2 separate regions of the Mus musculus genome follow, and region 1 is linked to region 2. A link is a contact called in public Hi-C data. All regions are on one chromosome and are shown on one strand. The core of a region is the stretch at or near the end of the contact, and the rest is flanking DNA. Distances in the headings are between cores, read along the strand shown. Region 1 overlaps Ccdc141 (coiled-coil domain containing 141). Region 2 holds the start of Ccdc141 (coiled-coil domain containing 141).

What was found. A called contact is a pair of places that touch in the nucleus more often than the background predicts.
Region 1: a Hi-C map of uterus shows a contact between it and region 2, with 1.9 times the contacts expected there. The contact joins the enhancer-like site here to the promoter of Ccdc141 in region 2. A contact is called at or near these places in 9 of 39 promoter capture datasets (the 3T3-L1 cell line, 3T3-L1-derived adipocytes, cranial neural crest and 4 more), 9 of 484 Hi-C or Micro-C datasets (the 4T1 cell line, the G1E-ER4 cell line, the HL-1 cell line and 4 more), 5 of 115 datasets of contacts at active chromatin or transcription factors (the SCID.adh cell line, cardiomyocytes, a colorectal cancer cell line and 2 more) and 2 of 9 other capture datasets (embryonic stem cells and pancreatic islet).

The regions. Positions count from the first base shown.
Region 1 is chr2:77,085,848-77,090,366 of GRCm38.p6, reverse strand. It overlaps Ccdc141 (coiled-coil domain containing 141), which reads left to right. Exons shown (of 24, transcript NM_001025576.3): 7 at 1,103-1,297. Among named protein-coding and RNA genes, the nearest start is that of Gm39862, 17 kb to the right of the region's middle. Within about 2 kb of position 3,041, at least 4 of the 459 cell types and tissues checked have an H3K27ac peak or open chromatin away from gene starts, as enhancers often do. A contact at or near this core is called in the SCID.adh cell line and uterus, where this site is marked.
Region 2 is chr2:77,169,132-77,174,211 of GRCm38.p6, reverse strand. Ccdc141 (coiled-coil domain containing 141) reads left to right here and starts at 3,577. Exons shown (of 24, transcript NM_001025576.3): 1 at 3,577-3,827. The coding sequence starts at 3,726.

The sequences.
Region 1 (4,519 bases), core at 1,792-4,291, 83 kb after region 2:
ACCCACATTTACTTCTACATGGCTTATTGAATTCTACATGACTTTATGATTGAAAATATAATGGCAGATTTTGGATATATGTCCCCCAAATCTTTTTAATAATATTTTTATTAGGTATTTTCCTCATTTACATTTCCAATGCTATCCCAAAGTCCCCCCATACCCTCCCCCCTCCACTCTCTGCCCCCCCACTCCCACTTTTTGGCCCTGGCATTCCCCTGTACTGGGGCATATAAAGTTTGCATGTCCAATGGGCCTCTCTTTCCAGTGATGGCCGACTAGGCCATCTTTTGATACATATGCAGCTAGAGTCAAGAGCTCTGGGGTACTGGTTAGTTCATAATGTTGTTCCACCTATAGGGTTGCAGATCCCTTTAGCTCCTAGGGTACTTTCTCTAGCTCCTCCATTGGGGGCCCTGTGTTCCATCCTATAGACGACTGTGAGCATCCACTTATGTGTTTGCTAGGCCCCGGCATAGTCTCACAAGAGAGAGCTATATCTGGGTCCTTTCAGCAAACAAAATCTTGCTAGTGTGTGCAATGGTGTCAGCGTTTGGAAGCTGATTATGCGATGGATCCCCGGATATGGCAGTCTCTAGATGGTCCATCCTTTCATCACAGCTCCAAACTTTGTCTCTGTAACTCTTTCCATGGGTGTTTTGTTCCCAATTCTAAGAATGTCCCCCCAAATCTTATCAGGGGATTTAAAAGCAGGTGTCTTAGTTTTAGTTGCTATAACTTGAAGTAACATAGACAAGAAAACTTACAAACAGTACTAATGCATCCCTCATGATTCTGGAAGATTCTGGAGGTTTGAAGACTGAGATTGGGAAGGGACAAGGGTTCCATTGTGATGAGGGCTCTCTCCTGGGTTGCAGACTAACTTCCCCTTGTGTTCTCAGATAGCAGAAAGTGCTATAGAAATACTATCTTTAGAACACAGTTTCTACCCTTTGACCTAATGACTTCCCAAAGCTCCACCTCCTGAAACCATCATATTTGGGGATGCTATGTCAACATTTGGATTTGGGGGACAGAGGCACAAACATTCAACTCATGTCAGAGTCTGTGTGCAGTCACTAAAGAGAATGTTCTCTTGTAGGAATGGGATTCGGCCGTAGAGAAGCTGAAAAGCCAGGCTTTGGGGATTCTATTGTCCAAGGACTTGGCAGGAAAGGAACATCTACAGCTCTCTAACCAGAAACTGAATCGGCTTCAAGAAGAATTTGGAAGACTCATGGTGGAAAGGAAAGCCTGGTTATCGATGGCAAATGACTTTTTTACCAGTGCTAACAAGGTCAGTGTAAGGCCAAGTTGACAATTGTAGGGACTCAGTCTAACCAATAAGAGACCTATTATGTTAGCTGGCCATGGCATGTCATCAACGGCTAACTTTCTGGAAAAGCTAACAAACTGAGGGAAGCACTTCAAAACTAAGAGATTGTGTTTTGATATATAACAAGTAAAATTTTAAAATAACTCCAAAGCCAGGTGTCTTGAACCCTAGGACTCAGGAAGCTGTGGGTTTGAGGTCCAGCTGGTCTGCTTATTCCATGGCAGTTTTACAGTGAGACCTGTCATATATATATAAGACATAAGCAATAACAACAAAATGACTTTTAAAAGGTTTCATTTTAGAGCTACGATTGTCTGTTTGTGATCAACACTCTTCTCTACTTTAAAATGTTTCTCACAGACATGAGGGAATATCATAAAATATATCCAGTTAAAAAGAAACCTTAGCAATGTTGCCAATATGCCCTTTTGTTGTTTGTTTTAAAGAGTAGTTCAGGCTAGCCTCCAACTCCCAATGATCTGACCTTTCTGGGTCCACCTTCCGAGTGCTGGAACTGCAGGCATGCATTACCACACCTTGTTTCTATAACACTGGAAATTTGTGCATGTTCACCCAGCACTCTACCAACTGAGGTACATCCCTGATCCACGTTAAAACACTTTTCTTTCATTTATTAGGTAGAAATACATGCATATTATGTCTTTGAACATAATTTTCATATGAAGCCAGCCCTAAGGTCAGAACTTGCTTCACATCAGACATTTTGCCTTGGTCTTACATTTTTAAGTAAGGCAAGAGGGAGTCCTGACACGGACCATCAGTGGGTCTCCTTGACTGGCTACCTGCCTTCACTGTTGGAGCGGGTGCTCCTGGGGTGGTGATGTTTGTGATTTGTCAGTCAGAAGTTCTTAGGTCAGAGAGTGGAGTCTTTGTGATAGGATTTCTACCTCGCCTTCTGCCCACTACATGAGAGCACCAGAGGTTAGTCTGCAGCCAAGGACATGGCCTTCATCACAGTAGAACCCCCTTTCTTCCTGATTTCAGCTTTCCAGCCTTCAGAGTCATGAGCAATACGTCGCTGTTGTTTATGTGCACAGGTGGTGTTCAGTGTGTGTGGCTGGTGATGTTATTTGAAGGGCTTTGGACCTTTGACACTGTCACATAGACCTCCAGATGCTGCATTGAAATTGCTTGACCAGTGACATATTAGCAATTTAAAGGTAGACAGGATAAAAAGCAGAGGATGGGGGGGGGGAAGCTCCTGGAGGCTTACATTATTGCTCTGGAATCCTTGGAGAATCTGGGTAGTAAAATTCTAAGACAGAGAGGATGGAGTTACAGTAGACCTCTTAAAGAAGGACTCCTTGGCTAATTGAACTTTTGGGGGATTTTACTGTTTTCACGCAAGAAACAGATACAGCGCAGAGCTGGAGATATTGAACTAAGTACATGTTAATTACTCGTTATTTTTCTCTTTAGCAGCCCAATTTTTAGGTAAGAGGTTTTAAAATCTCCACCACACCTTTAATCTACAGAATGAGTTAGCTGTTTCAGGTCAACTCTTACTGGCCGCTAAGGGAAAGCAGAACAGAGTATGTTTGAATAAAACAATGCTTCTAATAGAAGCTTCATAGCTCCCAGCCTTGCAAACACAGATGTTTCCCCTCCTTTTCTCACTCTCTTGTTCTCTCATTGTCTTGGCTTCTCTACAGTCATTATTTGGTACCTTATCATGGCTGTTTATCATCTGACTTTATTCTCAGGCCCCGTGGGAACTTGTAAAAGTTTGAGCAGCTGGGTTGATGGAGGAGAGGAGGAGGAAGCCAAGAAGGAGAAAGGGGAGGACAAGTCAAGAGCAGATACTTTCCGAATCTCATACAAAATGCCAGTCTGGTCTGGAAAACAAAATGCTCACAACCTGAAAGAGTATATTTCTATGTTCCCTGTGTCATCTCATCATTTGTTCAACTGATAAAGTCGACTGACATTGACCAGTCCTCTAGTTTGTGGTCAGAAGGAACTCAGAAAGGCTTAAAGGTCTTTCTTATGTAAGGAAATAATATCCAAACTAAAAACTAGTAACTCAGTGTGAAGGGTGATGGATCTGGGAACTGGGGTGTGGCTAATGGCAGTGTTTGTAGAATGCATGGTTAATTATGCATCCACATGAATGTTCTATGCTATTAAGGGAAAAGAAGTAATGAAACTGTAAAGTGTAAGTCTCTGTAAGCTAAGAACTAAACTCCTCTTATGACTTTTAAGTGATATTTTTCCTCCTGATTCATATTTTAGATTCTCCTTGCCTATATATATATATATATATATATATATATGCAGGAAACTCATCAATAAATCTCTTGAGGGCTGGTTTTAAAAAATTATATTATCAAAAGTCTTTAAAATAATTTTCTAGGCTAGACTTTCTGTATGTACTAGCAAGAAGGGTAGTGCTTAATTTACATCATCAGTTGTTTATCTCAGAAGTGCTATGTTTTTCCCTTTGAAAATTGCCTGTGACATGTCTGGAGGATGCTGGGCTTCCTTGCTGTGTGGACTTCTGTTTGTAGGTGAGGCCATGCTCCCAAGCACTGAGGACTTGGTTTCTCCGACTTTCAGGCTCTGAGGCTGTCCTTCCAGGGAGGCTGGCAGCAGATGCATAGGTTACGGGTCAGCATTGACTGATGACCCAGCAGCAACAAACTAGCTGGGTGACACCATGCAAATGAGCTCTGTGTGTCCAGTTCCAATATGGCTGATGTCCACAGAGGAAGGGGTGAGGAGAGGAACTCTCCACTCAGGGAATCTGCTGGTCTATAGCAAGCAGTAAGCAAGCCTGCTTTTTGTCTCAGTGGGTGATATAACCTCTGATTGGGAAGGCTGCTAGCTGCAGAGCCTACACTGAGAAAGGTGACATGCTAGAGAGGTCAGGTCCTTTATTCTTGGCATACAAGACAGAGGGGCAAGAGAGCACACAGGCAAGCGTGCCTGTTAGTGCTGTGAGGGACAAAGAAGCCTCTGCCTGAGAGCTCTTTCCCCACAGAGATGTGAATTAGAATCTCAGTAAACAAACTCATTGGCTGAAATTATTCATGTTATGTCAAATGCCACTAAACAGAACATGCTGGGGCGGTGAGCAAATGAGCCACTGGGATGTGTGAATGCCAGCTTACTAAAGAGTGAGATAGCGGCTTTAAAATGTCCTCTGTGAGGACTGAAGGGTAA
Region 2 (5,080 bases), core at 2,328-4,827:
TTCTGATGCGCCTAAAACAGTGCCTTCTTCCCCTGTTCACTCCTCCCTAGCCCTGTCTGTGTGCTCCTTTTTAGTTCTCAATGCACGATGGTGCTGTCTGTCTGTCTACCATCTATCTGTCCATCCACCTATCACCTATTCTGTTTGTATGTTTGGCTATCCAATTGGTTATGTCTCCTCCCCACCCCGCCCCAGAGGGCAAACCATCGTAAATTGACCTTGTCCTGTTTTTGCTTTGTGCTTAATGTCTAGCAGACTCATATTTAGTCCTCCAGGATGAACAAAGACACACATGAGCACATGTAAGGCGGAATAAACTCCTGATGAGATGAGGAGACGGCAAATATAAAACTATCATAATAAACTTATTCTGGGTTATTTATATTTGGATCTATGTAACTTGTCTTTGTAAATTAGAAAGAAAACAATATTAATTATACAAACACCTGGAACTGTTTATGAAGGGAAAAGGAGCTTATTCTTGGTGTAGACAGTGTAAGAAAGAAACAGCGTTCGGACTGCCTGTCCATAGATAGAGATGAAAAGATCTGCACAGGTCTTCAAACACCAATGCTCTCTCTCTCTCTCTCTCTCTCTCTCTAAGAACCTGCTATTTGACACTCTGCCAAGTTCAGCCACAGCTTACGACTCCCCATAGAGGATATTTCACTGAGATCCAGCTTACATAAAACCAGCCATTTCCCAGCGGGATGAACAGAGAAGGTAGAGGAACTTCTGTCAGATCGCCTATAAACTTCAAAGGCAGGAGAATGCCTGCAAGGTTCTCTCTTCGTCTTGGCTTCTTTTTCTCTCTTTCTGGTGTTGATAGGGAGTATAAATAAACTGTAACTCGGAGGCTTTTTACAAACACTTTAATATGAATAAAATCAACCTGAGCAGCGTGTAGCAATTTCTTTAGCTCCAATGTATTTCTTACTAAGTATTCCCTAAATATATGGTGGAATTCATGACAAGCTATGTAACTAAGCATTATTCTAGATCGGTGGTTCTCAACCTGTGGGTTATGGCCCCTTTGGGGGTCAAATGACCCTTTCACAGGGGTCACCTAAAACGATAGGAGAACACAGATATTTACCTTATGATTCATAACAGTAGCAAAACTCCAGTTATGAAGTTGCAATGAAAATAATTTTATGGTTGTGGGTCACCACAACATAAACAACGGTATTAGGGGGTCACAGCATTAGGAAGGTTGAGAAGAACTGCTTTAGAGGACGAGTCTAGAAAATAGATATTGATGCTGTGATCTGAGTCACATGGTTTCTGTAGATTACTAAATTACTGGGAGGTAGAGTCCAAAAAAGAAAAAAAGGCAAAATATAATTATTTAAGTCTTTTTCAAGTCTTAAGATCAGGCAGGAATCTGAGTAATAATTAGAAAGAATCCACTTTAACGGATGCATGCTGTTTGCCTTAATGTTCGTGTCCACCAAAGTAGAGAACCCTTTTTTTTTTTTTTCCTTTTTTTCATTCAGCACCCTGGATCTGCTCCATCTAATTAAGAGAAAGGTCATCCACACACAAAATATGTTGCTGACCGGCTGGATTAATCTTTTAACAAAGTCCTACTTCTGATTCACCTTGCCCTTAAGCCTTGGGTTTAACTAGCCTTCCAGCCCCGTGCTCTCCTTTTCGCCATCTCTCCCTCCTTTCTGTCTAACTGACCGCCATTTCCAGAAGTCCCTCGCTGTCCTCCAAACCTTTGCACACAGTCTTCCATCCTAAGTGAAGCTTTGTGAATGGAGCAGCTGATTTAGCCTGCGCTCTTTGCAGCTTGCTGCCCCAAATTCCTTTCTACTCGTGAGGGCCTTTATGCAACTTGTGAGCCGTGCAGCCCGGGGTTAGCTTAGGGTGAAAATGTGCTGTTTGTATGCAGGTTGATGTTTGCCGTTCTGGTTGGCAAGATGGATAAGGACTTAAGCAATACCTGCTGTGCATTTAGTTTAAGCCATGGGCATTCTGAATCTCTCTCATTAGGGCTGAAAGCTGGTTGTAGTTGAATTGCTTTGGTTTACCCAGCCCGGTTACATACTGGCTCAGTGGAAGAAACTATCTTTAATGTCCAGAAGTGGTTATTTCTCCGAGAACTCCTCCGCCCCGCCCCAAACTGAAACCACTCAGAACAGGTTCTACACTGTCCAGGATCTTGGCGCCTGCTGACCAGAGCTAGCTCACTCCGGCTGCTGCCGTCGCGGTGTTAGGTGAAGTCTGTTCAATCTAGGAGCAGGGATCTTGGTGTGTTTCCCATCTCATCAGAGAGGCAGGCAGATGCTGAAAAGCAGAAGCGCCGGTCCAAGGGTGTACAGTATGCAGAGCAGCCAGGGAAAGAAGAGCAATTGCTGACACCCACGTACGTGTGCGTGTGCACGCATTCGCCCACATTTCAACTCAACAATGTTTTCATAAGCCTTAGCATAAGAAATCAGTGGCACTGCTTACGCAGCCCCCGCCTTGTCGGCCCAGGGTCTAACGTGCTTTTACTCAGAGCTAAGGGGGGCTACACAGGGAGTGGGTTCCTTTGGCTCCGTTTATGGCTCCGTCCTCGGGTTTATCTTTCATCCCAGGGCTCTCCAGTGGTTTCATCAGATTTGGAGTTAGTGTCTCTGATGTGTTTGCCTCTGACCTCTGACCTAAACTTCAGTGGTGTTATTTTCAGCTGTTCTTTGACAGGGCTCCAACAGCTGCTGCTTAATACCACAGACAACTTCTGACAGAGGCAGAGCTTCTAGCAATAGGATTAATCTGTGAGCCTCACTCTGATTTGAAGCTAGTTGAAAATTTTTTTTTCTCCAGGTAGAAATGGGGATTTACAAAGAAAGAGAGGTGGGGGGCGGGGGGAGCCAGAACAGTCTAGGAGGCTAAACAAAGCAGAGCCAAAAACAAACAAAAAAGAAACAAAATGTTCACTACAAAGAAAACACATTTCTTAGAGTTAACAAGAAGCATGGAAGTGCTGAGCTTTCTCACAGCTGTTTGCTGGCTGAATTGGAAAATACTGTTCAGAAAACAGTCACAGAGAAATCCCAGGAAGATGTGTAGTTCTTGATAAATCCTGGGTGAGTTGTTTTAAAAATACTTAACTCCTCAAATAAATACCAGAAAGAGAGACAGAGAGAGACAGAGAGAGAGAGAGAGAGAGAGAGAGAGAGAGAGAGAGTCATTTTTAGTAGTTTTCTTTGCACGAAGAAGACTTGAAAAGACTGATATCCAGGTCAGTGACTTTCTGGTTGCAAAGTCCATAGCTACAACTGTTTAGTTTCGATGGCAAAACTAATTTGGGTTGTCAGGATGTAGTTTTTTTTTGTTTTTTTTTTTTCCATTAGCTATCAGACATCAGCTGATAGGCAAAGAGCTCAAAGCTGTCCCTCGAGTTTCAGATAATGGTTCAAATAACTGGCACTTTCTGTTACCATACTAGGGGGGTGGTGCTCTGTCTCTGTGTCTCTCTCTCCATCTCCCTCCCTCCCCCCCCCCCCCCCCCCGCGAGTGTAACTCTCTCTCCCCTTTCCCCCTCCCTCTCGATAAGCTCAATGGGGCTGTCTATTTTTAACTTCCTGTTCTTTCCTTTTGGCCGGGCAATCAGTGTGAACAGAGGCGCGTTCCCTGAAAGAGTCCCGGTAGCCTCGTGGAAGCCTTCTGACATGACCAGCAGACAGCATCACTACCAAGGCTGCTCGGGGTTTAAGCCCTGCTTCTAAAGTGCCATGTCCTGCAAAGAAAGTCCCCATGTGGGTGCTTCCACCACCACTGTCAGCTCTGTAGCCGTGCACGCTGGGGACTCCAAGATCGTGATCGCCGTTGTCAAGGTAAACTCACAGCTTGCTTTCCTCTGTGTGGCTGGGGGGCTCTTGGCGGAATGGCTGAGAGCACGGGAGGATAATGCAGAGCAGATGACAAATAACAAGTGATCTTCGCCACTTAAATCCGTGACAGAGGACTGCTAAGTTCCAACAAGTTGGCAGCTGCTTTTCAGGGTAAAACGCCTCTAGAGCGCCTTCCAACAAACTTTACTGTGTACTTTCAGTTTGGTCCTTACAGGCGAGGCGCATGTGATGAAGGTTGAGGAATTCCAGGAGAGTTGGGTGGCCAGGACAGTGCCTGAGATTTCTGAGTGGCTGTGATGGAGAATGGGGAGGCAGGTCAGAGTGGGGCACTGTCCTGAGCTTGAGAGAACTGGATGCACCAGAAGCCTCCCAGAACCGGTTTTCACTGGTAAAGGCAACGCTAAATACTTCTCCCACTGTAGGGGGATGGAGACTGCCACAGACTACTTATTAAACTGCCTCTCCCTCTTGAGAAAAGGAAAGTGCAGTGACTCGGGCCTTAACTGTGTGTTTTATGTCTAATTGTTTTATGTCTAATTGTGCAAAGATGGCCACACATTATTTTGGGTTGTACGAGGCTCCCATGATTTTTTTTTTTTCCTCTGACTGAAATCATCATGAAAGATCCTCTGGACTATAAGCTTGCTCTTTAGACACTATGCCACCCAAATAATTCAGGTTTAATGAAAGCAAACCTGGTAAAACAAAACGACAAACAAACAAATACCTGGCTACAAGGCCTATTGGATTTACATGCTGCAAAATTGTATAGTAGCATGAAGCTGTGTAGGAGAAAAGCCGAGCTTGACATTGAGCAAAGCAATTCTCTGAAGAGGCATGGAATGCAGGGTCCTGCTCAAGGCCTTAGCTGGGTGGGGGTGGGGGTGGGGGGTTCTCAGTACTGGGAGACTTCTGCACAACAAATAGGACTTCAGCTCCACTCCCCATCCTGTCCTCAGCAGAGGTGTGAGTGGGAATGACAAGGACCATGGCTTCCCCAGTGCAATCAGGTCACTTGCACACGATTTAAAGACGCTTTGGGCAACATGTAGATTCCAGCAGGGATGGAAGAGAAGCAAATCTAGGACTTTTTTGTTTTTTAGTAAACATTACTTTTTCTCAAACTTAAAACATTCATAGAGTAGACGGAGTCACAATACTTAAACAACAACCTATGAGATAGTCAGAGGTACAACGAACATACAAACTTTAACAACAATATAGAAAAGTCTTTT